Linked DNA regions of Sus scrofa: region 1 is linked to region 2. The links are chromatin contacts, called in public Hi-C maps. All regions are on one chromosome and are shown on one strand. Each heading gives the region's core, a stretch centred on a gene start, on an enhancer-like site or on the middle of the called end of the contact. The rest is flanking DNA. Distances are from core to core; before and after follow the strand shown.

Evidence for each region. A called contact is a pair of places that touch in the nucleus more often than the background predicts.
Region 1: a Hi-C map of liver shows a contact between it and region 2, with 4 times the contacts expected there. The contact joins the promoter of IGFBP3 here to the enhancer-like site in region 2. A contact is called at or near these places in 1 of 5 promoter capture datasets (fetal skeletal muscle) and 13 of 47 Hi-C or Micro-C datasets (embryonic fibroblasts, epiblast stem cells, heart right ventricle and 8 more).

Annotation. Positions count from the first base shown.
Region 1 is chr18:50,000,571-50,004,775 of Sscrofa11.1, forward strand. IGFBP3 (insulin like growth factor binding protein 3) reads left to right here and starts at 2,351. Exons shown (of 5, transcript NM_001005156.1): 1 at 2,351-2,860. The coding sequence starts at 2,452.
Region 2 is chr18:49,244,819-49,249,164 of Sscrofa11.1, forward strand. No RefSeq gene overlaps it. Among named protein-coding and RNA genes, the nearest start is that of TNS3, 290 kb to the left of the region's middle. Within about 2 kb of position 2,128, at least 2 of the 83 cell types and tissues checked have an H3K27ac peak or open chromatin away from gene starts, as enhancers often do. A contact at or near this core is called in liver, where this site is marked.

The sequences.
Region 1 (4,205 bases), core at 1,101-3,600, 760 kb after region 2:
ACCGTTGCTGCGGAATGTCACTGCAAAGTTGCAAGGTAACCTTTAGTTTTCCCGTGGTCTCTGGTTTGTTGGGGACAGCCTGGCTCTCAGGCGCCCCCTAGGGACTCAGCACAGAACACTTGCCTTTTCTCCAACTGCAAGGCCAGGGATGTGACTTAGACTCAGATGGCTTCTCCTGTGGCTACTCAGACCATAAGGCTGGTGGGAAGGGTGACACTGACCAAACCCCAGTGTATAACACTATACTAACAGAGGCGGACCTGCCGCCCCAAGAATCTTCTGATACAAGAACGGGCTCTAGTTTCTCAGTCAAGGTCTCCACGATTTATTAGGTTAGTTATTGAAACACACATATTTAATTCTTTTATTTTCCAGGGAAAGTGGAGACCCCGTTCTTGGCTGTCAGAGCATGGAACATCCAGGTACAAGGAGTGATCCAGGAGAAAGGGAACAGAAATCATGGGTTGCCGCACAGTTTACAGTAGGCAGGGCAAGTCCAGTCTGAGTGCTGGGGCTGGGACCAAGCGGAGACTCCAAGGGCTGTGCCTTTGCGAGCTGGTGGAAGCAAGGCCCTCTCTGTCTTTGCTCTCTTCTCCTTTGTAGAACTTCAATTATTAGTATTATTTTATTATTTACTGTTTGCTGTGAGTAAATCGCTCTTCCCATGCTAAAAGGAGGATGTAGATGGGATATATACATACACACACATACATACAGAGAGGAGATCCTGTTACCTTCACCCACGACTGTGTAGCACTCTGGCCGGGATGCAGGAGGGAATTCAAGGAGGTCCTGATATGCTGTTTCTTTTCTTTTCTTTCTTTTTTCTTTTTCAGGCCGCACCCAGGGTGCATGGAATTTCCCAGGCTAGGGGTTGAATCAGAGCTGCAGCTGCCGGCCTACACCACAGCCACAGCAACTCGGGATCCAAGACACATCTGCGACCTACAGCACAGCTCACAGCAGCACCAGATTCTTACCCCACTGAGCAAGGCCAGGGATGGAACTCACATCCTCATGGAAGCTAATGGGTTTGTTACTGCTGAGCCGCCACGGGAACTCAGGGGATATGCTGTTTCTACTGCAAACTGTAAAATGTTCCTCCAAGATGCCCATCCACCACCCAGGGCAAGCATCATTTTCCACAGCGTCCAGGAACGTCCGCTCCCACGGTGATCTCGATCCAGACGCTCTTGGTAAGAGCCGTGAAAGTGCCAACTCTCAATTCAATCCTGGACCACTGGCGTCCTCTGTTGGTCATCTAGGGAAGGGGCGCACATGCAGCGTTGAAATCCGCACCGGCCCGGATTCACGGAGACCTCAGAGCACAATTGTGCCCTGGGACTTCCCTCCTAGGGCAAAGTGTGTAGATTGCACAGATGAGCAAGAATCACAGCGTCTCCACTTCAAGAGCACCGGTGGGAACTTAGTACAGGGATACAAAGGGGCCTGAAAAAAGGATAGTGAAAATCAGCAGTTTTAAGCACCGTAAAATTCAGCAGTGCTCATTTGTTCCGTGTTACTCTTGTATGGTGGACGTAAGCTCTATTCCAACACATAATCGGGGAGGACAGTAACACAGAAGAGGCAGTGAGGTCCGCTCTCTGACGAGCCCGGCCAAGGACCCACTCGCCACCAGCCCACTTTGCTAAGGAGGGACTTAAACAGACAGACTGCGAGTGTCGAGCCCTGGCTGCTCTGCGAAATTTCTCTGGCAAGAGTGAAGACCACGTGCGCACCTGCAGAAGCGCACTTGGGAGGAGGGGAGGGTACTAACGGACCCCCAGGTACAGATCAGTTTCGAGTCCTCGGCTCCCCAAGACCCTGACGCGAATACGGTATTTTCATGCAGAGACTCATTCCCCAACCCGAAAACTTAAATTGTGCAAAGCTTCGCAACGTACGCGACGTGAGGAGCTGCGCGCACCAGGTCAGTTTCCCTGAGTCCAGCTGGCCACGGGGCGCACAGGGAGATGGGCGGCGGCGCCCGAGTGACCACGGGCGGCCAGGGGCGCTGGGGTAGCTGAAGCGCCTGGGTGGCCAGAGGCGCCAAGGACAGGGGGGTGGCGGGGCCATCGGGTTCCGGGGTACCCCTCGGGGCCGGGGGCTCCGGGCTGGCGCCCGGGAAGCAGGTGCCCAGGAGGCCGCGCGCTCCCCGCCCCCGCATGCCGACTGGCCGCCCAGGGCGAGGCGCGAGCCCCCGAGCCCGGTCTGCGCCGGCCCGCGCCCGCCCCCCTCCCCGCAGCCGGCGCGCCGTTCCGGGGCGTGTCCTCGGCCACCCGGCTTCTATATAGCGGCCGGCGCGCCCGGGCCGCCCAGATGCGAGCGCGGCGGCTCGGCGCAGAGGATTGGCCGCTCACTGACCCGCTCCCACAGCCTCGCGCCGCTCGCTGTCGCCCCGTCCCCGCGCCCCCCCGGCCGGCCGAGCAGCGGGCCCCCGCGGCCAGCGCCATGCAGCGGGCGCGCCCCGCGCTCTGGGCCGCGGCGCTGATCGCGCTGGCGCTGCTCCGCGGGCCGCCGGCGGCACGGGCCGGCTCGGGCGCGGCGGGCACCGGCCCGGTGGTGCGCTGCGAACCGTGCGACGCGCGCGCCCTGGCCCAGTGCGCGCCGCCGCCCGCCGCTCCCCCGTGCGCCGAGCTGGTTCGCGAGCCCGGCTGCGGCTGCTGCCTGACCTGCGCGCTGCGGGAGGGTCAGGCGTGCGGCGTCTACACCGAGCGATGCGGCGCAGGCCTCCGCTGCCAGCCGCCGCCGGGCGAGCCGCGCCCGCTGCAGGCGCTGCTGGACGGTCGCGGGATCTGCGCCAACGCCAGCGCCGCCGGCCGCCTGCGCGCCTACCTGCTGCCCGCGCCGCCCGCGCCAGGTGAGCCGCCCGCCCTTGGTGCGCCGAAGCGCGTCCCCCGGCCGGGGCCGAGGGTGGGGCCCCCGCGGTGACTTCGCCGCCCTTCCCGCCCCAGGGCTTGTACTTGGGGAAACTGAAGCCTGGCCTAACGAGGCGAGGGCGCGCGCCGGAAGGGCCCTCCGCAGCCGGGTGCTCTGCTCCCTCCGTTCTTTTCGTGCAGCGCTTGGAAACTGCAACGTGCTTTCGGCGAGAATAGGTTAAAGATTTCCTGGGGAGGGAGGGAGCGGGCGGAGATGAGCCGTCAATGAAAAGATCCCGGCCGAGGAAACTCTGGCCATTCAGGCCGGCGCCGCGCAGAAACGTGGGCGTGGACTGCGCAGCCCGACTCTGAAAGGCGGCTTCTGGCTCCCACAAACTCAGAGCCAACGCGTTGGTGCCAAGGATGCTTGGGGGTCGGCGGCCAGGGCGGATTCGGACAGGGGTGGCGGGCAGGCACGTTGGAGGAAATGGTACCTGGCTTTAAAAAAAAATACTGAGATGTGCACAGAGTTATGGTTTGCAAAGCAGTGTCACGTCCAGGGGTGTCTCCGAATCAGCGGGTGGGCATTGGGTGAGGGTATCTTCTGCGGTTGGACAACCTGCCGTTCAGATAGAAGTGCCTCTCGAGTTGGAACTGGTCTCCTAAATTTCAAGCACGCTGAGACAGCCTCGCTCAGTTCTGGGAGAGACGTTCCCGCCGAGCTCAAGGCTAGGAGACTTCCGCCCTCACCTCGGGACACCTGCGGGGCAGAGCACCGTGGGCCACCCCCATCTGGGGCTAGAGGGATGGAAGCCCCCCTGTAGTTTCCATACCTGCAGATTGCCACTCCCGGGCGAGGCTAGTTCCCTTCCAAGGTTAGTACAAAGGTAAAATTCCAGCTACCTAAAGCAGACACTATCCACTGGCTCTAGGAGACTTTGAATTCGTCTCTCAGGACACTTGTGTTATTTTTACGGTGATGGATACCGTGCATTAGACATTGTCGTATTGTGTTAGGTTTTAATGGGCATCGCAACGGCTAGGCTACTGCCGTATAGGTAGTGGAGGTTGTTGTGGTTTATTATACAAAGATCTAAGTGACTTCAAAAATCCACGTGGAGGGGAAAGGGGAAATTTAAATCCGAGTCAAAAGGTTGTTTCAAAAAATCTGTCTTAAATGGAAAGGGCTTTTTTCTTCATGCCTGTCAGCAGCCATTAGAAAGAAACCAAGGAAGTTTAAGAAATTACTCAGAGTTCTTGGAAAAGAAATGCAAATATGTTTATTTACATATTCTTAGCATCTCCTTTGTCCAGGTACTTCCCTGAGAAAGAAAAGAGACAATTAAA
Region 2 (4,346 bases), core at 878-3,377:
TTGTGGTGAAATTAGGACTTAAGTTCAGGAGCCAGCATGTTAGGGAGCCCTGAGAATCCGCTCCGAGGAGGTGAGGGGGGAGCCGGGATGGATGAGTTTTTGCAGCACAGGGAAGGTGGTCGGAACAAAAAATGTGCAGAAAACCAGTTTCTGTGGGAAGATGTGAAGGCCTGGGCTTCCTGGAGTCCCTCCTTGGAGACGCAGCTCAGCTGGGGGCCTGTCTTCCTTTCTTCCTGAGCTCCCTCGGGGGCTCACCCTTAGGAGTGACTGACCTTGACATCTTTTGTTCCGCCTGCTTAACTCCAGCCCAGCGGCCGCGTTTCAGACAGCTCTGAAACCCTCTGCGAAGAGGACAGGGGGACTGTCCAGATAGAAGGGACAAAGGGGAGGGGGAGGTGCTCGCAGCCACACACCCATTTTACAGTTTGCAGGACGCCAGAAGGAAACTGCTAGTCCTGGGGAGCAGATGCCACCAAGAAGGGTTTTAGTTCTTTTCTCCATCCGAGGACATGCAGGCAATGGGCTCATGACAGTTTCTCCTCAAAATATTCAACTATCAGAAGGCTTGTTCTGCCAGTTTTCCCGGAGGACGGAGGGTCTCACTCCTGGTCTCCCCGCTGTGGACAGGGTGCTGTGGGTGGGGTGCTGTGGGTGGGGTGCTGTGGGTCGGGAGCAGCAGCGGCTCACGAGTTAATCCACGAGCCCACCTCCAGTTCACACGGCATAAGAAATGCAACTGCTGCTGGAAGTGAGACCCCTTCCAGCGCCTGAGGGTGGGCTCTTGTCTTCCTGGAAAATAAATCCTCCAAGGAGACACACGTGTAACAAAGCAAAAAACTTTATTGGGAAGCGGCGCCTGGGGGGAGCAGCAGGGTGGGGGACCCAGGAGAGCTGCGCTGCCACGTGGCTCACGGTCTCAGGTTTGTTGGTTTGTTCGATTGATTTATTTATTGATGGGCTGCAACTGTGACATATTCCCAGGGTTCCCAGGCTAGGGGTTGAGTCAGAGCTGCAGCTGCCGGCCTACGCCACAGCCACAGCAACGCCAGATCCCCGACCCTCACCGAGTGGGGCCAGGGATGGAACCTGCATCTTCATGGATACAAGTCAGGTTCGTACTGCTGAGCCGCAATGGGAACTCCAGGTTTTATTTATTTCGTTTTTATTTTTTTAGGGCTGCATTTGCGGCATATGGAAGGTCCCAGGCTAGGGTTTGAATGAGAGCTGCAGCTGCTGGCCGACACCACCGCCACAGCTCCATGGCATCTGAGCCACATCTGTGACCTACAGCACAGTTCATGGCAAAGCTGGATCCTTAACCTACTGAGTGGGGCCAGGGATCAAACCTGCGTCCTCATGGATACAAGCCAGTTTCGTTACTATTGAGCCACAATGGAACTTCTACCCTCTCTCTTTTTTGATTTGAGTTTTCCTTGCTCTCAACTGCTGTTACAATTATTCACTTTGTGCTTGGAATGCCTGGTCTCTTACGTTTGTGGGTTTTTTGTTTTTGTTGTTGTTGTTGCTGTTGCTTTTTAGGGCTGCACCTGTGGCATGTGGAAGTTCTTGGACCAGGGGTTGAAATGGAGCTGTAGCTGCCAGCTTACACCCCAGACACAGCAACACCCACAGAGCAAGGCCATGGACCGAACCCACACCTCCACGGATACTAGTCAGGTTTGTAATCTGCTGAGCCACAAAGGGAACTATTATCTGTGTTTCGTTTTGTGCGGTTGAACTAATTTCTCTCCTGGATTAACTCTTCCCAGGGCAGTGATGCCTCTACCCCTGCGACCCTGATGGCAGTGGCTCTGGTCCTGCCTGGCTGTCCCCCCCAGGCTGCTCTGGACGGGAGAGGACCACGGCTCTGCCTCATGTGTGGTTCTCGCTCACAGTCAGTGAGTCTACGCCGGCTGAGCGCACAGGCCTTGCTCCCCTGACGCAGAGCCCGCAGTGAGAAGCTGAGGGGCAACAGCAAACGAGAGCGGAAGATGCTGCTCTTTGGCCCTTTCCCACGCCCTGTGTTTACTGGGGTCATTTGCCCGGGGCGGGACTGAGCGCTGGACAAGAGTCCATCTGACACGCAACCCTAGGCTGCACCCTCACAAAGTCCTGGCCCACCCGACCGTGCTCTGTGTGGTCCTCCCTCCCAGGACCCAGAAGTCTGCATGGTTGCCTGCGGAGCAGCCCTGGCTGCCTGGGCTGCCCTGGGAGAAAGCTGCTTCTGGGGGAGTCTCAGGCTGCACCCAGGAAAACGGGAAGAATTGTGCATATTTTGCAAGCTGCGCGTGCCTGGATCAGAGCAGCTCGTCTGAGTCTGGAACAGAGACACTCCCATGAGCACATCCTGCGACTTCTCTCCCTTACGTCTTTGCCGTATAAGCAAGTGGAGCCCATTGTCAGGCTGACCCGGAGGCGCTGCAGGGAAGGGACTTGGAACCTTACTCACAGCATAAGGAAGCTGACGGTGACTTCAGGAGGTCACCAGTTTTGATGTGAGGCTGTATCTAAAATCACACATCTCATGGAGACCCCGTCGTGGTGCAGTGGAAGCGAATCTGACGAGGAACCTTGAGGTTGCGGGTTCCATCCCTGGCCTCGCTCAGTGGGCTAAGGATCCCATGTTGTGTTGTGTGAGCTGTGGTGTAGGTTGAAGACTTGGCTCAGATCCTGAGTTGCTGTGGCTGTGGTGCAGGCCAGCAGCTGTAGCTCCGATTTGACCCCTAGCCTTTGAACCTCCATATGTTGTGGGTGCAGCCCTAAAAAAAGACAAAAGACAAAAAATAAAAAATAAAAAAATAAAACTACACATCTCAGGAGTTCCCTGTGGACTAGTAGCTAAGGATCGGGCATGGTCACTGCTGAGGCTTAGCTTCAATCCCTGGCCTGGGAACTTTGCATGCTGCGGGCACAGCCAAAAAAATAAAAAGTAAAACAAGGAGTTCCCTTGAGGTGCAACAGGTTAAGGATCTGACATAGTCATTGCAATGGCTCGAGTCACTGCTGTGGTGTGGGTTGGATCCCTGGCCGTGGAAGTTTCACATGTTGCAGGTGCGGCCAATAAATTAAAAAAAATAATAAAATAACATAACATAAAATAAAAACACACCTCAGGTGTATGTATTGGCCAAGTCACTTTGTGTGTGTAAAGTTAAATGTGGCTCCAAGGCAGCAGGCAGGGGCGAAAGCGTGGGTTCTGGATCAAGTTAGGATGAGGTCATTGGGGCGGGTCCTCAACCAGTGTGACTGTCCTTCTACAAAGGACGAGACGATGTGAAGGACACACAGCCTGGAGCCAAGGAGAGAGACTTGGCCCGGATCCCTCCCTGCTGTGCGAGGGGGCCTGGTCCTGCCACTTTCAGACTCCTGGCCTCGAAACTGTGAGACGGGAAATGTTGGCTGCGAAGCCCCGCCCTGCGTCCGAGATCTTTTGTTACGCAGCTCGAGCAAGCTCCTGCACCGTGTTATTGCTGATCGGCACACAGCGTGTAAGGCATTCCTGTACACGCAGCCACAGCTGGAGGCAGAAAGTGCTGGAAAGATACTTCCTCTGCAGGAGATTTGAGGATAAAAGGGCAGAGGGGCCTAAGGGCTCTTGGAAGGAGTAGGGAGTCTTTGAACCCGGAGTGATGTTCTCAAGAGCGGCTGAGAGCTGAGATAGAGAACGTGACCAAGGCACTGGAAGAGTAGCCCCTCAAGTGCCTGGGGACAGCAGAGGGGTTGATAGCACCTGTGTCCTGCCATGGGATGTGAGGTCCCCAGGTTACTAAGTGTTCCTTGACAGGGTAACTTTATTTATTTAGTTTGTCTGTGCCATGTGAAAATTCCTGGGCCTGGGATTGAACCCATGCCACAGTCATAACCCAAGCCACTGCAGTGACAATGCTGGATTTTTATCCCTCTGAGCCACAAGGGAACTCCCAGGATAACTTTATTTATTTATTTGTTTTGTCTTTTTAGGACCGAACCCGTGGCATACGGAGTTTCTCAGGCTAGGGCTCGAATCAAAGCCACAACCAGTGGCCTAGACCACAGACACAGCGAATGTAGGATCCAAGCCACATTGGTACCCTATGCCAAAGCTTGTGACACTGCCAGATACTTAACCCACTGTGCGTGGCCAGGGATGGAACCTGTGTCCTCATGGGTGCTAGTCAGTTCATTACTGCTGAGCCGTGGTGGGAACTCCCACCCGCTTTTCTGATGGAAGCACCTCTTTTTTCCACTGTCACTTGCCTCTCACATTCTTGGCTAATGAGTGATGGACAAGCCACCCTGGGTTATTGACCAAGACACGGAACTGCTTTTGTAGGGAAATCTCTGAAATCCATCAGAAGTTCTAATTA